Linked DNA regions of Mus musculus: region 2 is linked to region 1. A link is a contact called in public promoter capture Hi-C data. All regions are on one chromosome and are shown on one strand. The core of a region is the stretch at or near the end of the contact, and the rest is flanking DNA. Distances in the headings are between cores, read along the strand shown.

Region 1 (6,296 bases), core at 1,445-3,944:
TGGAAGAGGGCGTTTCTGAATATCACCCATCTCCCCTGGCTTCAGTTCTGTTCCCCCAGCCATCTCACTGGCCATAAATTATTTCACAAGGGAATTTTCCTCTGAGGCACAGGCAGCTCGTGGAAACATCTATCCACTTGACTGTCTGTACAGTGTGTTCTCACACGGAATCCAGCATTGAGAAGCTGTTTTCAGGATCTACCCCAGATAAGCACACCATTTCGTCTTGATGGACAGACCTAAGCAGACAGAAGAAAAGCCCCTCAACATCGTCCTTTTGACACACTCACTCCTTGGGTACAAGTTCTCCGCCCTGAACACACATGAGACCCGTTCCTACACACACTTGCTGACACACTCACTCCTTGGGTACAAGTTCTCCGCCCTGAATACACAGGAGACCTGTTCCTACACACACTCTCTGACACACTCACTCCTTGGGTTCACTGCCCTGGACACACAGGAAACCCATTCCTGCATAGACTCTTTGAGGATGAAAGACAGCCACGGGACGCAAGCTACTTCCCAGTGGATTGCTGCCAGATGCCTGTGGCAAAGCTTCCTTCGGACTCTTGGCAAGCGCTGCTCTGTGTCTTGAAATAACGAGAGCAGAGCTGTGAGGCTGAGCATTTGCGTAACTGGTGAAGTCTGCCAGTGAATAATTCCTAATCACCCGCTATCGAGAAGATACACGCAGCAGCAAACAGTGAGGTTAAGTGTATTTACTCTGCAGGCAACACAAACTCGGGCATCACAAAGGCATGGAGACGTGCCTGGCAGCCAAGAGATCAGCCACCAGGAACCTGGCAGGGTGCCATTGTTTTCCTTTGGCCTCTAAGATAGGTACTTGGGGGAGGGAGGAGTTGTTTTTAACTAGATTTGGGTCTGGAACTAAAATGAAGTTTACTCAACTCTATGACCTCAACAGAATACTAAAGCTTAAGAAAGAAAGAAAAAGGAAGTTTTCCCCCATAACCAAGTATGATGCAGTGGTTTACTTGCCTAGAAATGTTTACTGCACCCACAGTGAAAAATCTTAAGGACTACGAGATCCTACCTGGCTTTAGAAGGAGACAGGAACTTGGTCTGGTTCTTAGAGTGCCTCTGGTGACCTACAAAGAATGCTCACTCATCTTTCTTGCCCCTGTACTTTCCACCTCAAGGCCAAACTACTATCTTGGAGCCTTCAGAGAAGAGTGTAAAGAAGCTACCAGGTTTATGAAGACAAGAGCCCACAGGTTGATTCCTGCCAACCCAACTGCAAGCTGCCAACATGGCCAGCGAAGACACCGAGCATGCACGTTGCCAGCTCCAGCTCTTGGCTAGTACTCTGGCTGGCAACTCTCACTTCCCTACTGTTTGGGCATTTCTGAAAGGAGCATTTCCTGTCATTTATAAACGAGGGTCTTGCCAATTAAGTACTGAGTGAACTAGGTTCCAGGCAAGAACTAGAGACTCTCTGAAATCTTTTGAAAGATACATCACTTTGGCTGGTTGGAGAAATCAACCTCACAGGTTCTGGGAGAGAGAATACTTTGGAAGGATGAGTGAGTAGAGATCTGGAATGGAACAGGGGCAAGAAGTTTATCCACAGACAGCCCATTCCTCTCACACAGCAGAAGTAAATAAATCTACATAAAGAAGACAGACAATTCTAAAAGTCCATAAAAAGTCGTGGGGGTGGGGGTGGGGGGTGGTTTACACATCAAAATCTACTTCTCAGGGCTAGGGAGATGTGTTAGTCAATAAATGAAAGCCTGAGTTTGGAAGCCAGCACTTATGAGAAACCAGGCACAGCAGCATGCACCTATACATCTGAGCATCATCTACACAGGGGACTCCCTGGAGCTTACTGGCTGACAGCTGAGCCAGACCAATGAGACCAGATTCAGTGAAAAAAACTTTATTCCAATTTACTCCAAAAAATAAGGTGGAGGGCTACAGAGATGGCTCAGTGGCCCAAAGTACTTGTCACATAAGCATGAGGATCCGAGGCGAGGCAGGCAGCTGCCTCGGACAAGAATGAAGTCTAAGACTGCACCCCCAACTCTGACTTCCACACCTGAGCTGTAGTGCATGTACATCCATACACATGTGCATGCCTACATGTACACATACACCATATAAAGAAACACAAACACATACCATATAGACTCATGAACACACAGAAACATACAATAGAAAAAAATAGGGCAGAGATCAAGAGGATGATGCACAAAACCGATCCCTGATCTCCACGTGCACATTGATGCAGTGCACCCTACAAATACATGCACACTCACACATATGTGCACACACACACAAACTCCTCTTAACAAGCAATATGCATTTATAATAAAAGCAGAGATTCACTCTTAACCCACACAACATCAAAGATGAAGATGGTTTTTAATAAGTATTTTGAATTCTCTGAGATAAATGCCAATAGCAAGGTCTTTCTTTTGGAACTGAACATCAATCAGATCCAGAGCTTTGCACAGTAAAGAGCTCTACCACTGAGCTATCTCCCTAGCCCAGAACAGGAAAGAACAGGAAGAAAGCAAGCTTCTTATCACAATATGGTCACCTCAGTGTGGCAGAGGGTCACCTTCACCACTCTCAGAGTAAATGCCGGGAACCCTTAGCTCATCCCAGGACCCACAACACTCCATTCTTCAGTGAGGTAATAACAAAAGGAACAGACAAGGGAATGCTGAGGGGTGGGGATGTAGCTCAGTTAGCAGAAGCCTGCTTAGCATGTGCATAGCCCTGAGTCCAATCCCCACCCAACAGAAAACTAAACAGTGTAGTGCATACTTGTGATCCTAACACTTCAGAGAAAGAAGCTTGAGACCAGAAATTCAGGATCATTCTTGGCTACACAGTGAGTTCAAGGCCAACCTGGATTATATGAGACCTTGTCTGAAAAAAGAACAAAACAAAACAAAACTGGTAAGGCTTTGGTAAATTTAACAGTTGTCCTTAAAAATTCTAGTTTCAGGGTTGGAGAGATGGCTAGCAGTTGCGAGAGCACTTGCTGCTTCTCTAGACAGCCTGAGTTCAATTCCCAGAATTTACATGTTGTCTTACAATCTTTTGAAACAACTGCTCCAGGGGATCCAAAACCCTCCTCTGGCCTTCTCATACATATGTTACACAGACATATGCAAGCCAATTATTTTATATGCATATAAAATAATTTAAAAAATGTATTTCCCAAAGTAGTCCCACTTACCAAGTACAAATAGCTAAGTACAGTTACATATATACTACTTCCTGCCTTCAAGTCCTCTAGTGGATGCTGAAGGCCACTGAGGCTTCAAAACCCTATACACACTGTGGTTTCTCTATAGCTACTTCTGAGATACACCAGAGAGAAATGCACTAGAACAATAACAAAACAGAAAAAAAGCTGTACAAGGGAGTGTACTATGTCTCCTCAATGAATATTAGCAATGGTCAACTATGGGTTAATTCAAACTGGGGGACTATCATATCAGTGATTTAAATTTAGAAATAAAGCTGAGAATCATAGACATCCATGTGAAAGCAGAATTTATTTCAGGTGGTATCCACAAACACAAGATGATTCTCAGAACACCTGTTTATACTCTGCACGTCAATAAAAATAGCCCATAGGTGTGGGGACTATGACAGGAAATGTCCTCCCATATAACTCTGAGTCTCGCTTTCTCTCTGAAAGAACTCACAGGCTCCGGAGTTTCCTTTAAGAGGTGAAAAGGCTCACTCCACCTAGACTGACAGGAATGGCTGCTCCAACATCTATTTTCCTACCCATGTTTAATAGAAACACTGCTACCTCTAGAACAATTGCTTCCCAGCTTCCTTGCAGCTAGACAAAGCTGGGTGCCTCTCAAGGGTTAAATATCAACACAGGCTTCAGATACTGCCCTTACAAGCGTTGACATTTTTTGTTTCTTTGCTGGCTGGACTGAAAACCACTAGCTAGAGCCTGAGTAACTACTTTGGGCTGGAGAATGGTGTTAAACAGTCCTGGGAGGAGGAGGCTCAGCACTGGCTTTGGGCCGTCTACCTTTGACCCCAGGACCTAGCCCTCTGCTCCCATAACACACAGGCAAGCACAGTCTCCATCTACACAGCAGACCACAGTAGATTCAGAAGACTGAGAATGGACGTGTGGCGGCTCCCACAGACATGCTTTAGCTTGATGGATGCCTAGAGTTTGAATGACAGCTGCTCTCAAGATAAAAGGGTAAAGGTATTTGGTCGTGGTGGTGGCTTTTAAACTATTCTCTGAAATAAAACAGAACAGGATAGAAAGAAGAACACATCAGCAGGGTGTTTGTGCTCACCTCAAATCTTTTCTCACATGCACCAATGTGAAAAGAAAATATGTGTACCTCCAGCAATTGTGTCTCCTCTCCTGCCTAGTAAACACTCTCGTGGAACAGCTCTTGACAATGAGCAAGCAGCAAGAAACCTCCTGTCAACACTTAAAGCCACAGTGCAAGCTCTGCCCTCTCCCACTGAGATCTGATTCAGGAAAGTGGGACAGTGGGTGGCTGCTGCTGCCAGTCTCACTACAGACCAAGTCACCCGGGGAGCTGTCAAAGTGAAGCTGGGCAGGGCCCTTCCCAGGGGAGTCTAATCAACCTGGGAACTAGAATTACAATTCCTGGGGGAAATTATAGCCAGAGAAAAGCTAGTTTCACCTCAGGCAGGGAGATAGTAATGCTGAACTCCACAGACAACTGCAGTGAATGAGTGAGAAAGGCACCAGGGAGGGATGACCACAGCAAGGCAAGTACAGAAAGGAAGGCTGGAAAAACAAGGGGGTGGAAAAAGAGAAGAGAACCCTCACCCCAAGATCCAGCTTAAATTTCCTGCTAACTTTCACAGGACTGATAAAAACCAATGTTTGTTTGTTTATTATTATTATTATTATTGGTGTGTGTGTGTGTGTGTGTGTATGTATGTCTGGTGCCTGTGGAGGCCAGATGATGATGTCAGGTCCCCTAGGACTGAAGTTACAGGCAGTCATGACCTAGAAATTGAACCTGGATCCTTTGGAAGAGCAGCCAGTACCCTTATCCACCAAACCATCTCTCTAGCCCCCTAAAACCAACGTTTTTTAAAGACATCACCATCGGGATACAAAAAGCAAAAACTAAGTTACACTTCTTTCCTATAGCCAGAGTGTTTGTGGCCTTGACTTTACCTGTCCTAGCATTCTCTGATACCTAAATATACCTCACAAAAATACCTTACAATTCTATTGGCAATTCTAAGGAAATTCTTTAAGAAAATAAGTAAATTACACAAGTTTTTGTGTAGTTTTTTTTTTTGGGGGGGGGATATTTTTCTTTTTTGAGACAAGGTTCCTCTGTATAGCCCTGGCTGTCCTGGAACTAACTCTGTGACCAGGCTGGCCTTGAACTCAGAAATCCACCTGCCTCTGCCTCCCTAGTGCTGAGATTAAAGGCATGCGCCACCACTGCCCAGCTTTTGTGTAGTTTTAAACTCTGCTTTCTGGGGGATCATGGAGATAGGGTCTGTACTTAGCTCTGACTCTCCTGGAACTCACTATGTAGACCTAACTGGCCTTGAACCCAGAGATCCATCCATCTGCCTCTATTTCCTAAGTGCTTAGCATCAACACAGGCCTCTCTATCCCCCATACACCATACTTGCTTTCAACTTGAGGTCTTGCTCTGTAGCCTAGGCTTGCCTGGACCCACCAAGTAGCCCAACCTGACCTAGAACTCGCAGCAATATTCATGCCCCAGCCACTGGAGGCTGAGACTACAGGTTTTCCATTCTGAAAACAGACCCAGGGCAATAAGGAGTCTGACCTTCAGCAGCATAAATTTACAGCAGAGCTAGGTCAGACTTGGGGTGACTCCAATCTTCTTTCCTCAAGATAGTCACCATCAGGAGCAAAGCTGCCAGCTCCTTCATAGTACCCAAATCTGAGCTGAAGGCTTTACATGATGTGTATGATCCATTCAGACTTGATATTCAGTTGACAATCTGTGTACACTGTACTGGAGCAGGTTCTTCAGGATGCCCAGGGTGATGTGAACTTGTCAGTTCAAGCAGTCCTCTCTTCTTTAGTCTGTCCCACCCCCACCAAGTGGCTGAAGATACCGTGCATACATACTATCACTTCCAGGTGCTTATTTAGTCACCACTGTTAAAGCCAACCTCAATTTGTTACATAGTTTCCAGGTTTAAATAACTGGATATGGCAGGTGAGTTGCAGAGAAAGATACAAGATTCAAGGCAGAAACCTAGAGGCAGGAACAGAAGCAGACCAGGGAGGAACACTGGCTTGC
Region 2 (6,296 bases), core at 2,288-4,787, 300 kb after region 1:
TAGAAATAAGAACATGATGAGAAATTGAAATTACAAAAAAAGTATCAACAGTAGAATAGTAATAGAAATAATTGGGAAAATCAGATGAAAGAAGAATAAACTTTTACATTGAAAATATAGAACATTGCTTAGGAAAATAAAAGAATTGAATAAATGGATATATATACACACACATATACAGGTATGTATATGTATACATATGTATATGTATATACATATATGTACTGTGTTCAACGATCAGAAGCCTTTAGTTAAAGTGCAAATTTTCCCACTTAGATGTGTAGATTCAGCATAATTCTGATAACAATTCTTGGATGGATGAGTGTATGCCTATGTGTGACAAGTGATTTTCATTTTCTTGGAACTCAAAATAAACAATCTCAGGAAAAAAATTATGTTGGAGTATGCCTTAGATTACCTGTATTCAAGACTTTTAAAGCCTCAGAGCTCAGAACAGTTTAAAGTAAGCAGAGTTCAACATCACAAAACAAATAATCAAGAAGTAGATTTCTACATATGTGGCCCATCCATCCTTGGCAATGCTGCAAAGATAATTCATTACGTAAATGACAGTGCTTTCAAGAAATGCTGATGGAAAAATTGGACACACATATAAAAAATGTGAACCTAGAGTCACATTTTACATCGTATAAAAATTAACTGCACAACTACTATACATCTGTGTAGCATGTATATATATATATACACATACATATATATACATATATGATATATAACATTATGCATATATTTAGAAAGAAAATACAGGAAAGAAACATTTGTAGACTAGTCAGCCAGGGATTTGTTAAAAACAATACAAATGTAAGATCTATAAGGCAAAAGCCAATTAATTAGATTCCATCAAAATAACTTAAGCCCAAACCTGCCAAACCTGATGACTTGACTTTTATTCTTGGAACCTACCTGGTAGAAGACAAGAACCAATTTTCAAAAATTGTTCTCTCACTTTGACCTGTATGCAATGGCATTGTGTAAGAGGGGCCTTACAGTGTCTGTTCATTTCCCTCCCTGCCCCCCAAAAATTTTGTAAAAAAAAAATAGGTACTGTGTGTGTGTGTGTGTGTGTGTGTATGTGATGGGAATTTAATCCAGCCTCACAAACTGGTTACACTTCCAGCCCCTGAGCTTTCTCTCTTTTAAATACTTTTGCTAGAGGATGAAAAGATAGTCATAAACTGTGTAAAATGTTTACAAGTCTAAAGGAGCTACATTCACAGTATACACACACACACACACACACACACACACACACACACACACACACACATAATCAAAAGCTAATGATAAGAAAACAATCCTAACAATGGGGGATATGGATCCTGAACGGCCAACTCCTGTGACCAGGCAAGACTACCAATGGAAGTTTTGGGACACCAACCCAAGCACAAAACCTTAGACCCATAATTTGTTCTATCTACAGGATGTGCAGGAGTGGGGGATGAAGTAGAATTCGACGGATGGGCCTACAGATGACTGACCAGGATGTGAAGTGAATAAATAACTCAGTCAATTAAAAAAATGGACATCCTGAAGGATGCCTGTAGTCTCAGCAGCTGGAGCTGAAGACTGGAGGATCAGAAGTTCAAGGCCATCCTTGGTTACTTAGTGAGCCGGAAGCAAGTTGGAGCTACACAAGACCCTATCTTTTTAAAAAGGTGTGGTGGCACATGCCTTTACTTCCAGTACTCTGAGAAGCAGGGGCAGATGTATCTCCATGATTTTGAGTCCAACCAGATCTACATAGCAAGTTCAAGGCTGATTTAACTACATAGTGAAACCCTGTCTCAAAAACAAACAAAAGAATCCAGTTTAAAAAAAATCTAAAAATGTTTGAATAGAGATACTTAAGTACCTAAGAAGATATATGAAGACGAATAGAAAATAAACATACAACAACAACAACAACAACAACACAAAGATACCCAATGTTTTTATTTGGTAGATAAATAAATGCAAACAACCTCAAGGAAGTCCCTCCACTATATACAAAATATTTAAAATTAAAAACAGTGATCATATTAAGTGATGGTGAAGCTATGGAACAACCAGTTATTACTTTTTAATTTTTATTAGGTTTTAAAGATTTATTTTTATTTAATATGTATCAGAGTTTTGCCTGCATTTATGTCTGTGCAACACTTGTGCCTGAGGCAGTCAGAGAGGCTGTTGGATTCCCTGGAACTGGAGTAGACCTTTGTGAGCTGCCAAATGGGTGGGTTCTGGGAACAAAACCTAGGACCTCTGGAAGACCAGACATTACTTTTAACTACTGAGGCATTTCTTCAGCCTTGCAACTAGAATATATAAACTTTGATGGTGGTAATATAAATTAGAGTAGCTTCTTTGTTAAATAGTCTGGCAACTTCTTGTACACTCTTCTACCATTTAACCATCCACTAGGGGACATTAGCCCAAAAGAAATGAAAGGGTATGTCCACGGAAAGAATTGAAGGCCATAACAGCTTTATTTGAGAGAAGTCTAAAGTCAAAACAACCCTTCTACCCAGAAATGTAGAAAACCTGTTAGGCATCCACAGTGGACTAGTACCTGGGAAGTTACAAGCTGTTGATATATAGAAGAAAACAGGTGGAATTATCTTAAGATACCCATGCCATTTGAAAGAAGGCAAATAAAATGGTCTTTATGTGTGATTCTGTCAACAGTTTTAGAAAAAAAAAAAAAAAGAATTAACGTTCAGTTACAAGAAACAGAAAGGTACATAAGGAGGGCCAGTTAATGTAAACAACATGAAGAAACTTTTGAGGTTGATGGAAATGTTTTATTATGGGGATGACTTCAGTGATGTATAAAAATATTAAAATACTTTACACTTTAATATCTGTAGTCTATGCAAATTATACTTTAAGCTTTAGAAATTAAATGGAGGGCTCCTTGGTAGTGATCTTTCGTGAGGCCTTGGTTTTAATTCATTCCTTTGCAAAACAAAAGAACTAGATAGAGATGGTTTTTAGCTGTGCAATGTTTCCTCCAAGTGTAATAACTTGCCTATAACCCTATCCCATCCCAGTCCCCACCGATCCCTGCTGTCCCCTGCAATGTTTGATGTGGATGCGAAGTTTGGGGAGAAATATGTGTAAAGCTATTGATCTATAAAATGATATTGTCACTTATTACGGTATTCTTTTCTTTGGGAAAAGAATATCCAGTTTGTCCCAATTTTGGCTTTTAAAAAAAAAAAAGTTTAAATCTCGAGGTACAAATTAGGAAGACCCACGCAACTTCATGTCACGGTCTTACATCACTGGCGGGGTGTGGGGCGCCCTCCTATAAACTGACTGCACACAGGGCCAGGCTGCTGCTTTCGGGAGCAGAGCGGAGCGCGTGCGTGGACCGTGGGCGGCCTGGCTGCGCTCGAGGCCTTGAGGCCGGCCACCCACGTGACCAGGGCTGCGCTCCCTCCGCTATAGCGCAGCAGCACCTCGCGCATGCGCAGGCGCAGTGCGTGCCCTGAGGCGTGGAAGCTCGGCGGTAAGCGGCGCCAAGGGCTGGCCTGAGGGCTGGAGGGCTGAGGGTGGAGCGCCTGGTATGTGGGGCCAGCGGCTCTTTGCTGGGACGGCTGTGGCGCAAAGTGTAAGGTCAGTGGTAGTCTTTGGTGGCGAGGGCGACAGGGGCCGCTCCCAGGGTGTTCTTGTCCACGCTGCTGGCGTTTTAGGTCTGGGCTGAGGCCTACTTCCGGCGAGCTCGAAGGCGCCGCAGCTTCTCGGTGAGCTGCCCGCAGACCCACTGTGTGGACAAATCTTGGTGAGCTGCCCGCAGACCCACTGTGTGGACAAATCTCGGTGAGCTGCCCGCAGACCCACTGTGTGGACGACTTTCTTCCCCTCTGGCGACGTCTGTGGTTTTAGCCTTCCAGGCCCCCCAGAAAGCCAGCATCTTTACCTCACCTTGGCCCATTTCAAGGCGAGATTTGAATTCGCCGTCGTGCCCTCCACCTCTGCTTAAAGTCACTACAGTTCCTTGGCAAGTCTTTTAACAACGATTTAAAATAAGGCTAGAAAACCAGTTTCTTAAAACAAGTGGCAGGATTTCCAAAGTAAACTTTTAATTTTTTCTGTGCCCGTGACAGTGGTAACACATGTCTTAATCCTACTCCATTCGGGAGGCAGAGGCAGGCAGATCTTTGAGTTTGAGGCCAGCCTGGTCTACAGAGAGAGTTCAGGACAGCTACTGAGAAACCTGTCTTCAAAAAACCGAAAACAACCAAGAACCAACCAACCAACCAAGCAAACAATAGTGTTTTCCAGAGAAATATTCTTTCTCACTAAAAGACTCCATTTTTTAAAAAAAATTTTTTTCCATTTTTTATTAGGTATTTAGCTCGTTTACATTTCCAATGCTATCCCAAAAGTCCCCCATACCCACCCACCCCCACTCCCCTACCCACCCACTCCCCCTTTTTGGTCCTGGCGTTCCCCTGTACTGGGGCATATAAAGTTTGCAAGTCCAATGGGCCTCTCTTTGCAGTGATGGCCGACTAGGCCATCTTTTGATACATATGCAGCTAGAGACAAGAGCTCCGGGGTACTGCTTAGTTCATATTGTTGTTTCCATTTTTTTTTTTTAAAACAGCTTCTCCACAGCTGAATTTTAAAACTACTTTTTAAAGGATCCCAGATTTGAAGATGATTCAGTGATGTTATTTGAAAAAAAATTAAGCTAGACAAAATTTGCAAGTTTTAAATTCCTATAAATAAGCTCCATTATTTGCTGTGATGAGTTAATTACTCTTTTCATAGTTGAGAGCATTTGAAACCTTGATGTAGATTAGATGTTCTTGGATGATCTAAAAGCTCTCAAAAAATGAGTCTCAAACCATGGCATGTACCCTACGTTTTAAGGGCAGTTTTGTGAAAAATTGTTTTTCCCCTATTTATTGGAATGTGTAGAATTACCTTAAAGTTGAAGGACAAACCAATGCTCTAACCACACCCCCCAGCTTTGGAGGGTGGAGAGTGCGCCTATTTTGAGAATGAAATAAAATCAGTTGGAATTGAACAGTGAAGTAGATTACATATTTTATCATTTTAATTTATGAGTAGAAAGTGATTCCTGGATTTTTGAGAATCAAATCGTAAAGTAGTAGACACTTCTTTTGAAGTACTTTTTTTATGTAATAAACATGATTTTTGAAGTAATAGGCAAATTTGATATATTTCAGTTTTTAATTCTAGGGCATTTTAAAAAACAAAATAGCCAATAGCCACTCCCAGGCTAGCCACTCTCAGGCATTTTATTATTTATTTATTTTTTTATTTTATTGTGGAATTTTCTTGTTTGAGAGGTTTTTTTTTTTGTTGTTTTTTTTTTTTGTTTTTGTTTTTGTTTTTGTTGTTGTTAATATGGGTTTAGAGAGATGGCTCAGCAGTTAAGAGCATTGTTGATTTTCTAGAGGACTGGGTTCAATTCCTTTCCTCCATGTTGGCATTTGGGACTTGGGACAGCTTAGTTTTGTTAAACATTGAACTTTAGTTCTCTGGAAGCATCAACACAGCAGTTTACATGGCTGTAACTTTAGTCCCAGTGGATCTGAAGCCCACTTTTGTCCCCCTTCTGGCCTCAACATGCATTGCATGTACACAGATGTGCATTCAGGCAAGACACATACAACACACACACACACACACACACACACACACACACACACACACTGCATGTTGTTTCAAAATATTGATTTATATAAGTGATCAAAATCTGTTTGAGTTATCTTACTTGTAAATCTGTAAAGATTTGGCTAAAGATAATGATAGGGACAGAGATAATGTGTTTTGCCATTGAAAACTATAATATTTTCAGAACAAATACAAGAAACAGTCATGAGAAAACAGGAAGTTTTTAGTATAGAGTTTGAGTTTTGATAACCATCTTAGGGCAAATACTTTGAACATATGTGGTTTAGATTTTTTTCACTGTTAATGGATATAAAAACCTAATTCAAGGTATTGAATTGTTAGTTTTCCAGGACTTGTCCAAATGGATGAAGATACACATTACAATAAAGGTACTGGCATTAAATATTATTTGGGGGTATAATAACTAAATGATACTGATTAACTTCTAATTTGTTTTGCATTGTGATTTTATTTTAGTTGAAGATGTTGTTGGAAGTCATGTAGAAGATGCAGTAACATTTTGGGCCCAGGTAAATATAATATTGGTTGTTTTTTCTTTTCTACCTTCCTCTTATCAACTCAAGTGTTTTCCAACAAAAATAAAAATCTAATAATAAATGTGATTTTTGTTTTCATTCCCAGTA

Evidence for each region. Promoter capture Hi-C pulls out the DNA fragments that hold promoters and counts their contacts.
Region 2: a promoter capture Hi-C map of embryonic stem cells shows a contact between it and region 1, with 2.6 times the contacts expected there. The contact joins the promoter of Stk31 here to the enhancer-like site in region 1. A contact is called at or near these places in 6 of 39 promoter capture datasets (embryonic stem cells, liver, pre-B cells and 1 more), 1 of 484 Hi-C or Micro-C datasets (regulatory T cells) and 2 of 9 other capture datasets (adipose tissue and liver).

The regions. Positions count from the first base shown.
Region 1 is chr6:49,096,602-49,102,897 of GRCm38.p6, forward strand. All of the region lies in intron 10 of Igf2bp3 (insulin-like growth factor 2 mRNA binding protein 3), which reads right to left. It also overlaps a transcript of Malsu1 not described here. Among named protein-coding and RNA genes, the nearest start is that of Malsu1, 26 kb to the left of the region's middle. Within about 2 kb of position 2,695, at least 9 of the 459 cell types and tissues checked have an H3K27ac peak or open chromatin away from gene starts, as enhancers often do. A contact at or near this core is called in embryonic stem cells, where this site is marked.
Region 2 is chr6:49,392,067-49,398,362 of GRCm38.p6, forward strand. It overlaps Stk31 (serine threonine kinase 31), which reads left to right and starts at 3,538. Exons shown (of 24, transcript NM_029916.2): 1 at 3,538-3,618; 2 at 5,995-6,041; 3 at 6,130-6,182. The coding sequence starts at 3,569.